2 separate regions of the Pan troglodytes genome follow, and region 2 is linked to region 1. Evidence: chromatin contacts called from public Hi-C data. All regions are on one chromosome and are shown on one strand. Each heading gives the region's core, a stretch centred on a gene start, on an enhancer-like site or on the middle of the called end of the contact. The rest is flanking DNA. Distances are from core to core; before and after follow the strand shown. Region 1 overlaps RYK (receptor like tyrosine kinase). Region 2 has its middle 13 kb from the start of CEP63.

Region 1 (5,623 bases), core at 2,636-5,135:
TGAGAAATTTCCTTTTTCCATACATACAAAATGCACATAGCCATTAAAACCAGCCTAAAATCCTGACGGAGATCACAATAATTCATGATGTTCCAATACTGAAATTTTAATCTAACTCCTATAGAGCTCTATTTTTTCTTTCATTTCTATCTCCAAAATCATTAAGCGAGTTCATCTTATCAAAATTATTCAGAAATGTAGGTACTAGTGCTCAGACACCTCAGCTAATTGTCCTAAACTTCACACACAAATATGTTAGGGAACTACGGATCATCTCTCAAAAAAAAGAGCCCATGTCATTCAATTAGATTGCTTTTTAGAAAAGAAGAAGAAAGACAGGCCTCTTTCAATGATGGCCCAATATCAAATGACCTACAGATAAAGAAAGAGCAAACCAAATCAAATGTGCCAACATGCTCGGAGCTTAGAAAGGAGTATTGGCCAGGTGCGGTGGCTCACGCCTGTAATCCCAACACTTTGGGAGGCCAAGGAGGACAGATGACTGGAGGTCAGGAGTTCGACACCAGTATGGCCTACATGGTGAAACCCTGTCTCTACTAAAAGTACAAAATTAGCCGGGCATGGTGACGCGTGCCTGTAGTCCCAGTTACTCGGGAGGCTGACGCAGGAGAATCGCTTGAATCTGGGAGGTGGAGTTTGCAGTGAGTCAAGATTACGCCACTGCACTCCAGCCTGGGCGATAAAGTGACAGTCCATCTCAAAAAAAAAAAAAAAGTATCAAATTTGGTTCAAGTTTATTTAATCACAATACATTTTGCTTCTTCTACTTCCCCAATCCCTCCCTTTCATCCAACTTCTCGGAAATCTCTAGTACTTGAAACACTACACCATATTCTCTAAATAATACAGGACACCAAGAAGATGATAGGTTCAAATAATTGTAAACCTTGTGTTCAAGATTACTGCAAAGTAATGCTGCTCAAGCATGTAGTTTTATCTTTTCAGTGGGGAGAAACCTTGTCTCGTGGGTACATTTCGGTCTCACTGCCTTAGTTCTTATAATTTTGCAGCAGTGGAGACGTGAAACATAGAAATTCAGCATGAAGGGTGAAACCAGATGGCAGGATAGGTCTTTCAATGCCTCTCTTAGCTACAGGATCAGCAGTGCCCAATCAAGTCTCCAACTTTCCTTAATATGCAAAATCTTTTAACTGACCACTTCCCACATAATAATTCTGTATTTTCAAAAACTGGTGATTTTAAAAAATACATAATAAAGCTGAGTGCGGTGTGAAGCCTGTAGCTGCAGCTATTTGGAAGGCTGTTAGGCAGATCACTTTAGTCCAGGAGTTTGACGCCAGCCTGGGCAACATAGTGAGACCCTGTCTCTGAAACAAAACACACACACACACACACACACACACACACACACACACACACACACACGGCTGCTATGTAATCTATAACATTTATATATGAATGTTTATCAATTTCAAGAGCCCATACACAAATCTGAAAAATGTAAATATATAACATCCAGGCAATGAGGACTGTAAGTCTTTATGTAGCCTTTCTATGGCTAATAATACAATATACTACTATCTGCTATTGTAACCAAACATCTGTAGAAAGTCATAGCAAAAATTAAGATAGAAATGTCCTGCAATAAACATTTGGAGAGCACTTATAATATGCAAACCATTCTGCTCAGCACAACCATAGATCTCAAGATACATGTTTGCCTAATGAAATGCCCCCCCAGCATGCCTTCCCTGAAGATGTCCATCATTTTAGGTTATCTATTAGATTGGTGCAAAAGTAATTGCAAATTGCAGTTTTTGTCATTGCTTTTAATGCCATTGCTTTTAATGACAAAAACTGCAATTACTGCACCAACCTGATACTTCTTCTTGTGATGCTGCAGTTAGCCCTGTTTCCCCAGCAACTCTGCGAAGATACTTTGCAACTCAAAGAGACTATAATAAAGATTCATTAGGCTATCATCTGGTCAGAATGCTGGAAGAGCTTCTTTGGCTCAACGTTATTACAGAATTGATCTATATGAGTTTATAATGCAGTGGGTATAGGTCAATATAGAAAAGAGATGAAGAGCATAAACCGTGAAGTCAGAACTGCCAGTATCATCGATTACTAGTTGTACGGCCTAGGACAAACTATTTAATCCTCTGGAACCTCAAATTCCCTGTGGACAGAGTGTGCATAACACTATCCTCTGATAAGATTGCTAAAACGATTACATGAAAAATAAGTAAAGCATTTATTGCCTGGCCCTCAAACATATCTTTATAAATTATTGTTACTAATTTATAGTATACTACTATAGTTATATTAATTATGTGAATATTATGCATCTCCAGTCGTTAGAACAAAAAGGAATTACAGGACTCTGTTTTACAGTTGAGTACCACTCAAAAATCAAACCAGATATCAAAGCTGTTAGAAGTCCAGACTTCAATAATGGGGAGGGAAGAGGAGCATTACCATCCTCAAAAGGGGAGGAAATAAATGGGATTAAGATAATCTACCTCACAGGATTTTTGTGAGGCTCAAATTGTATGAGATATGTGAAAGTACTTCTTAAGTATTATCTGCAACCAACATCACTGATGACTAAGTGCACAGACACAGTCTCTCCATTAACTTAACGGTAGGTGGCACTCTTGTGCTACCTCAGAATTTTTGAAAAGACTGTAGGCACACAAAGGCGTTACAGGGACATCTATGTCAATTTTTCATTCCCTCAACAGATATTAAGTGGGTCCCTAAAATAAGCAAAGCACTATGCTAAGTGGTCAGAACGAAATTTTTTTTTGAATCCAAGACTTACTGTTATGAGAGAAGCAAGAAGCAATTAGGGACCTACCCCTGACATCCATTAAAGTCAACACCTACATAGCTATATCACAAGAGGTGGAAAATGAGATTAAAATGTATATTTGCTAGCACTTAATAGTTTATAGCCAGTCTAAATAAATTATCAATCTAAATAGATTATCTCATTTGATTTTCAAAAGCAAGTAAAATTATGTATGGAGATACTAACCCTGTCTTAGAATGAAGTCAGAACTTTGGGAAAGATCATAATTTTCCTTCAAAACACTTACAACAATTTGTACTTTTCTATTTTTCTCTGTAACTCCACTTCATCCATTCATTCCACAAATATTTATTAAGTATCTACTACATGTCAGGTACTGTACTGGGTGCTAGAGATACAGCAATGAATGCAACAGACAAAGACTGTGACCTCTACATTCCAGTAAGGATTTTTTTTGTTTAATATCTGTCTCACCCAACCAGACTATAAACTCCACAAAGGCAGGACAAGTGCCTGTTTATTCACCTCTCCTTCCCCAGCACTTATGCCAGTACCTGGCACAATAAGCCGCAAGTGGGCCAGAGTGAGCCCCAGTGACAGCTCAACTAACACTGAGTCAATCAATGAACAGAGAAAACCATGCTTCCCTGGGACAGAAAACATAAACCAGACAGAATGGTCATTTCTGACACAAACTGTTGTGAAAAAAGCAAAGAATGATTGGTAAAACAAAATGGTTTTTTTCCTCCCTCTATTCACTGGTTATTCAACCAAATAGTTACTGAGTATTTTACTATGTGTCAGACAGTTAGGCATTAAATATAAAATCAAAGATTTTAAAGGTAAACTCTGTCACCAGTAATGGCATGGGGGCGGTGGTGGGGATAATGGAAACTGGAAGAGAAAAATTAAGATGCTGCCAGATGACAAGTTCAAGCATCCCACAAAGGAGTAATAAACTTTCCTACAGTCACAAACTAACAGGGAAAGACTACAGTAGAGACACGCTGCAGACCAACCCCTCTGCAGGACTTCAGGGTGAATGTAAAGAGAAGCTCTGCCTATCCAGGACAGACTCATCAGGCATAACAAAGAGACTGAAAAGATCAATTTGCAGTGTTGAGAGAGGGAAAGCCACACACATGAGCTCCAACTGCCCTGGCATGAGCACATCTCAGGCAGTGTTAATTCTCTGCCTCTAATGAGATCTGTTTATAACAAGCAGTGGCTCCTAAGTGCCTGGAATGGAAGAATACTACCATCCCTTTCTAATGAATTCCACGGAGCCATGGGCTCCATCTAACCTCACCAGACTGTGTGAGGATTAACGGAGTTCATGAATGTAAAGCACAGGGAACAGTGCCTGGCACACAGCAAGTGTTTTATACAATGACAATAGTGGATTATTAACACATAGCTATTACAACACTGAGTCCCGCCTGCTCTGCCCTGCTCCTAGAAGAGCAATCCTGAAAAAGTTATTTAATCTCTTCAAGCCTATTTCTAGGTGGCTGTGTTAAGATAATACATATAAAGTACCTGGTACAGTACTGGTAAACAGAAAACACTCAATAAATGGTAATCCCAGTGGCCCCTATGCAGAGAGAGAAGCAGCAGATATCTCTTAAATGCTGTTGGATAACTGGATGTGAGCTTTCTGGTCACCATTGTTAGCTTGCCTGGCAGGTAATAAATAATTGTTAATAGGACAGGAAAGGGCAGAAGAACTTTGTCCATCACTATCAGTGAGAGGTGAAGCTGGCTGGGCTTCTGGGTCGGGTGGGGACTTGGAGAACTTTTCTGTCTAGCTAAAGGATTGTAAATGCACCAAACGGCACTCTGTGTCTAGCTAAAGGTTTGTGAATGCACCAATCAGTGGTCTGTGTCTAGCTGATCAGGTAGGGGACTTTGAGAACTTTTCTGCCTAGTTAAAGAATTGTAAATGCACCAATCAGCGCAGTGTCTAGCTAAAGGTTTGTAAATGCACCAATCAGCACTCTGTAAAAACAGACCAATCAGCACTCTGTAAAACGGACCAATCAGCACTCTGTAAAATGGGCCAATCAGCTCTCTGTAAAATGGACCAATCAGCAGGATGTGGGTGGGGCCAAATAAGGGAAAAAAAGCAGGCCACCGAAGCCAGCAGCGGCAACCTGCTTGGGTCCCCTTCCACGCCGTGGAAGCTTTGTTCTTTCGCTCTTCACAATAAATCTTGCTGCTGCTCACTCTTTGGGTCTGCACTACCATTATGAGCTGTAACACTGCGAAGGTCTGCAGCTTCACTCCTAAAGCCAGTGAGACCACGAACCCACCAGGAGGAACGAACCACTCCGGATGCACCACCTTTAAGAGCTATAACACTCACTGCGAAGGTCTGTGGCTTCACTCCTGAAGTCAGTGAGACCATGAACCCACCAGAAGGGAAGAAACTCCGGACACATCTGAACATCTGAAGGAACAAACTCCAGACACACCATCTTTAAGAACTGTAACACTCACCGCGAGAGTCCGCGGCTTCATTCTTGAAGTCAGCAAGACCAAGAACCCACCAGAAGGAACCAATTCTGGACATACCAGCATATTGCAACTTTATTAAAAACTTCATAAAATGCCATTTACTATACGTAGGGCTCTGTTTTAAGAGCTTACTGTATTTCATTAAAACCTCACAACATACCTACTAGGTGTGTATTTCTGCTTTACAGAGGAGAACTGAGACACACATAGGCTATATAACTTAATCCATGTAGCCCATAAAACTAGTAAACAGAATAGCCAGGCTTCAAACAGAGATGGTCTGGCTCTAGAGTCCATACTCTTGAC
Region 2 (5,748 bases), core at 2,316-4,815, 280 kb after region 1:
ATTGTATTACATTGAAAACAATGGCTAATATTTACCAAGTGCTACCATGTGCCAGAAACTTTTCTAAGCACTTTACTTGCATTGTCTCATTTACTCCTTCAAGAAGCCTTTCATGTAAGCAGTATTATCAACCGCATTTTCAATGAGGAAACTGAGGTTCAGAAAGGCAGATAACCTGCTTGGAGATGGACTGGTGTGTTGCTTGGCTGGGTTTTGAACCTAGGTCTTTCTTGCCTCAAAGGTGTGTCCTCTTAGCCATTGTACTTTGAGGCAGCCTACATACGTTTTACTCACATATAATTTTAAGTAAATAACTATTATGTAAAACAGAATGAGATATGAATTTGATGTAAGTTCTACTTTGGAGATAATTGCAATTTGAATGACATAAGAAAACAAGTCCAATGTATAGACTAGGATGTTTAGATAAATGCTTGAATAAGAGCAAGGGAGAGGGCCGGGTGCAGTGGCTCATGCCTGTAATCCCAGCAGTTTGGGAGGCCAAGGCGGGTTGATCATGAAGTCAGGAGACCATCGTGGCTAACACAGTGAAACCCCATCTCTACTAAAAACAGAAAAAAAAAAAAAAATTAGCCAGGCATGGTGGCGAGCGCCTGTAGTCCCAGCTACTCCGGAGGCTGAGGCAGGAGAATGGCGTGAACTTGGGAGGTGGAGCTTGCAGTGAGCTGAGATTGTGCCACTGCACACTCCAGCCTGGGGACAGAGTGAGACTCCGTCTCAAAAAATAAATAAATAAATAAATAAATAAATAAAAGAGCAAGGGAGAAAACACAGTAAGCAAGAGAGAAATAGGAACAAACATGGAGATTGATTGATTGAAAGAGAGAGCCTGGATGAAAGAGGCAGGCAGCAGAGTCAATGCAAGGGAGAGGGACTAGAGCTCCAGCCCTCTCCACTTCTGCCTCCAGCCCTCTCCACTTCTGCCTCGAGTCCATCTGAGACTCTACAAGCCAGCCTGGGACTCATTTTTCTTGCACTCCTGGAGCCCTTGCTGTATGATGCGTGTATGTCTGGACTAAGATCTCAGACTAAAAAATAGGCACCTAATCTCCAGGCCCAGAGGGGAGCAGTAGGGTAAGTGGGGAGAATATCCTTAACATCTGCCCATCCCTGAGAGTAGGGTCTGGGAGGCGAGAGTGGTGACAATGAGGCCAGGAAGAAGAGCCTCATCAGGCAGACCCATGCCTCCTGTCTGTCTGGGCTGAGTAAAGGGAGGCTGCATCAGGTCTTAGTCATTGACAGGTGTCAGGCATCCTCACTGGCCAAGAGGCAGGGATGCATCCACCTCACTCTCACCAGAAGCCCTGCACCATTAGACTGTGTGCCACTTCAAGTGAGTACCATTCTGTGGGCATGGTGGAGGGGAAGAGGGGAACTGCTGGAGACTAAGATGACAGGTGGGGAGGAAGCACGGGCAGAGATGCCAAGAAGGTAGAGGAGATCATGCATGGGCAGAGGAAAACCCCTTTTGCCTTTGGGTGGTGGCAGCACGATAAAGGGGATCTGAGTCACAGGGAAGGCGTGGAATAACTGGGATGGGTCTGTACGTCAACCTCTCCCCTACTTCCTTTGGAGTCATTTGGTTGTTTTCAAATTCTCCACCCTTTGCCTGTCCCCCCCACCACCCCCATCAAATCCGGTTTGTGTGTGGTGTGCGTGTGTTTGTATACACACACAGTTGGCTCTTGGTAAGAATAATATTAGCTGAAAACAGGAAATTGCAATTATCTGACTATTTTTGATGTATAAAAACAGCTTTTTCATATGGTTCAACCCAGTTGGTAACCTAAAATAAAAATCTAGGTGGAAATCCTTATAGTAATGAGCAGAACTAATGAAGGAATGGGGTAACCACTGGTCCCAGCTCTGTAGTTGTGTTTCTCACACCTGCAGCACTCAAGAGGCTCGATTCTGCAACAGCTGCATTGCTGTGACCAGGGTGACAGAGTGCAAGTTCATATAGTAGTTGGCTAAGAGCCAGATGAAATTTAGGCAGGGACATGCCCTGAGATTGGGTGATAACCTCACTTCAAGTTCTGTACCTCTCCTTCCTCCCATGGTCAGTGAGGCTAGTTTTCAGGAGGCAAAAAAGACAGAGGGTTCAGTTGAGCTGAGGAACCGATTTCAGCAACTGCCTAGGAGATCATTCGAGGACCTGAACCCCTGTCAGGACTCTGGCAAGCCCGGGGGTCTGACCCAGCATTCTCCCTGTCGCTCCTCCTGGCCCTGGTTGCTTTTCTGTCACCCCAAAGGCCAACACCCACAGTCCCTTGAATTCTCACTTCTAAGGTGAGGGCATTTGCTGGGTTTAGTCACTGTCCAGCATGGAACCCTGATGGATACCATAGATTCAAGGATCAGCTACCCAATTTATGGGGCCAAGTACCAAATGAAAATGTGGGTTCCTTGTTAAAAAATTATTAACACTTTCAAGACAGCAAAAGCGGAGCATTATACCAAATGCAGGCCCTTTTGAGTGCAGGCCCAGGGCAACTGCCTTGCTTGCATGCCTGAGCAGCTGGTCCAGGCTGGTTCCGGTGCAGAGGCCAGGACCATCCATCATCTGGGCCAGGAAGGCCACAAGGTATGAAGTCCCTTTAGGAGACCACCCAGCTGCCTTTTCAGGCCTGCCACTACCCAGTCTTTCCTCGAGAGCTCACTGATGGCGTATGGCACAGTGAGAGTGAGAAACTGGGGAACAAATATAACTGTGGGTAAAGCGGGGCCAAATCAAGAAAGGAAGCTTTGAAAAACAGTCTTTTCATGGAATTAACCTAAATGCCCACCAATGGCAGACTGAATAAAGAAAATGTGGTACATATACACCATGGAATGCTATGTAGCCATTAAAAAGGAGATCAGGTCCTTTGCAGGAACGTGGATGGAGCTGAAGGCCATTATCCTTAGCAAACTAACGAAGAAACAGAAAGCCAACACTGCATGTTTTCATAAGCGGGGGCTAAATAATGAGAACCAATAGGCACAAACTGGGGAAAAGCAGACACTGCGGCCTACTTGAGGGAGGAGGGTGAAGGAGGGAGGGGATCAGGAGAAATAACTACTGGGTACTAGGCTTAGTACCTGAGTGATGAAATGATCTGTATACCAAACTCCTGTGACAACAGTGTCCCTGTATTAACAAATCTGCACATGAATAAGAGTTTTTGTTTTGTTTTTTTTAAAAAAGAAAAACAGTCTTTCTAGAGCCTAATGGATTATTCCTGGATGATGCCTAAATTATCCAAACAATTTCATGCAAAGATCTGGGAAACAGCTTAATGAAAGAGCCCCAGGCCTGACTATAAGTTGGGGACACAGGTGGGCAAAATTCCTGGTTCCAGACCTCTTTTTCTTTAACCAAAATTTCTGAACTGCCCTCAACTTTTGGGTGCCCTCACTTTGCCCCCGACAAAGCATGAGTGAGGAGCCCACTAGGTGAGCTGCTCAGTCCAAGCCTGGCTGGCCAGAATCCCAGGAAGGCTGTGCTTTCCTCACATAACTGCTAGCTAGCTAGCACTTTGGGCAGCCCAGGTATGCAGAATCACTTTCAAGCGAAAGATCACACGTATTGAGAATCTTCAGCGTTCAGAGCTAACAATCAGCCAGTGATTCAAACTTTCTAAAAGGAATTGAGCGCCCCCTGCTGGGTATTGTAGCATTGACATTAAACTATCCTCTCAAATGCATCAAAATCTGAAACTACAGAGATTTAATCTCGTATAAAATCCAGTGACAACAGGACTCATGGTGACAACATTATATATGAGTTTGATAAAAGGTTGAATCTTTAAATGTTTCATGACTCCCATGCTCCTATTAAAAATGCTTCTAGTTCTTTATCTCAATTTTAGAAACAAGGTACACACTTTAAAGTTCTAAGTATTCTGGTAGGATTTTCTTCCCATGTCACAGAAAGTTTTACAGGAAAGGTAACATGGTCCTGGGAGAGGACATGGGTTTTGGGATCAGACAACCTAGGCTGGAATCCATTTACTATTTGAATGACTTGGAATAAGTCTTTTTTTTTTTTTTTTTTTGATGGAGTCTCACTCTGTCATCCAGGCTGGAGTGCAGTGGCACCGTGTCAGCTCACTACAACCTCTGTTTCCTGGGTTCACATAATTCTCCTGCCTCAGCCTCCCAAGTAGCTGGGATTACAGGCGCCCACCACCATGCCCGGCTAGTTTTTTGTTTGTTTGTTTTTGTTTTTAATATATTCTTAGTAGAGACGGGGTTTCATCATGTTGGCAAGGCTGGTCTCAAACTCCTGACCTCAGGTGATCTGCCCGCCTCAGCCGCCCAAAGTGCTGGGATTACAGGCGTGAGCCACCGTGTCCAGCCTGGAATAAGTCTTTCAACGTTAACTTGGAACAAATCATTTAAGTCACCATCTCCTGATCAATAAGGACAATGCTATCCACCTAAAAGGTGAATGTCAGGGCTGGAACTCATGTGTTTAAAGTGCATAGAAGTGCTTGATTAACCATCATGTCATCGTTATGATACTATTACGATGTGAGTCTAAGTTGGGTTTCAAAGGATGAGCAGCCCCTGGACTCAGACCTTGTTTCCAGAGACTAGGGGCCGTAACTTTAGTCCTGTGTCTAGCTCAGAGATCTAACCCCTGGGTCATGAGGGCAGTGCTCACACTGGGCAAGTCTGGAAAATTCCACCTCGAACAAATATTTCAAGTCCTTCTACTTCTACCTCTATCTTGCCAATCCAAACTACCATCATTTCTCACTTGAGCCAAAGCAAAGCTCTTCTAATTTTTCTTTCCACTTCTATTCTTATCTCCAAAGTGATATATACATATATATATTTAAATCCAATCTGATCAGGCCACTCTCTCTAGTTAGAACCTTTCAATGACTTAGAAAAACTTTTTTTAGCCAGACACCTGCCTACCCACCTTGCTTATAATGCCAGTCCTACCTCCTGGCTTTATGCAGTTAGCTCTCTCTGTAAGCAATCCTCATCTCCCAATTCTTTCCCTTATTACTACTACTCATCCTTTGGGTGTTGGGTCACAAGCTCAAGGAGGGTACAAGAGATAGCACATTTCTTTTTTTCAAAGCAAATTAAGTCCATTTGGCCTCACTCTGCTGCACTGCAAGCAGAAATTAATTCTGTGGTCCCTGGGGTGTCCTTTCCCCTTCTTATGGTCTTGCAAGCATTTAGGACACTCATGAATGACCTGGAAAAATGGGTAAAGACCTCTACTCTTCAGTCTATCTGGGTCGTTGCTATTATCTTCACTGCCAAGTCTGAGGGGGCCCTTGTAGGAGGGGGTTCCAAGCTTGGAGGTCTTTGCCTTTTCTGGAAGACTCAGTGTTGAGGTGCAGGTTTCCTCTGGAGCACCCAACAAACCATGAAACTCTGAAGTTCACCATCTCACTGTGGTACTGAGTGGAACACAGCTTTCCACTACTCCTAAGAGGTTCCTGTCTGCAGACCCTCTTCTCTCCCACCCTCCCCTGCTTCCCAAACAAGGACTAGGGTTATTATTAAGCATGTCCGCTTCCTGCTGTGCACGGGAAGCACACAGGACCTGGTTACTTCCTTGGAGATTGCAAAAAAATTCAGAGAAAAGATTAGTATTTCAAATTATGTGCTATAAAAGCTGCTAATCACAAGGTCTCCCTTGGATTATTCAATATAAATCAGATCCCCTCCAGTCACATTCTCCTATACTGCAGCAGTACTGTTGGTACCCATTCCCCCAGC

Evidence for each region. A called contact is a pair of places that touch in the nucleus more often than the background predicts.
Region 2: a contact with region 1 is called in a Hi-C map of stem cell-derived neural progenitor cells, with 6 times the contacts expected there. The contact joins two enhancer-like sites. A contact is called at or near these places in 1 of 7 Hi-C or Micro-C datasets (stem cell-derived neural progenitor cells) and 1 of 1 datasets of contacts at active chromatin or transcription factors (stem cell-derived excitatory neurons).

The regions. Positions count from the first base shown.
Region 1 is chr2:137,435,521-137,441,143 of NHGRI_mPanTro3-v2.0_pri, forward strand. All of the region lies in intron 6 of RYK (receptor like tyrosine kinase), which reads right to left. Among named protein-coding and RNA genes, the nearest start is that of RYK, 53 kb to the right of the region's middle. Within about 2 kb of position 3,886, at least 7 of the 24 cell types and tissues checked have an H3K27ac peak or open chromatin away from gene starts, as enhancers often do. A contact at or near this core is called in stem cell-derived neural progenitor cells, where this site is marked.
Region 2 is chr2:137,711,941-137,717,688 of NHGRI_mPanTro3-v2.0_pri, forward strand. No RefSeq gene overlaps it. Among named protein-coding and RNA genes, the nearest start is that of CEP63, 13 kb to the right of the region's middle. Within about 2 kb of position 3,566, at least 4 of the 24 cell types and tissues checked have an H3K27ac peak or open chromatin away from gene starts, as enhancers often do. A contact at or near this core is called in stem cell-derived neural progenitor cells, where this site is marked.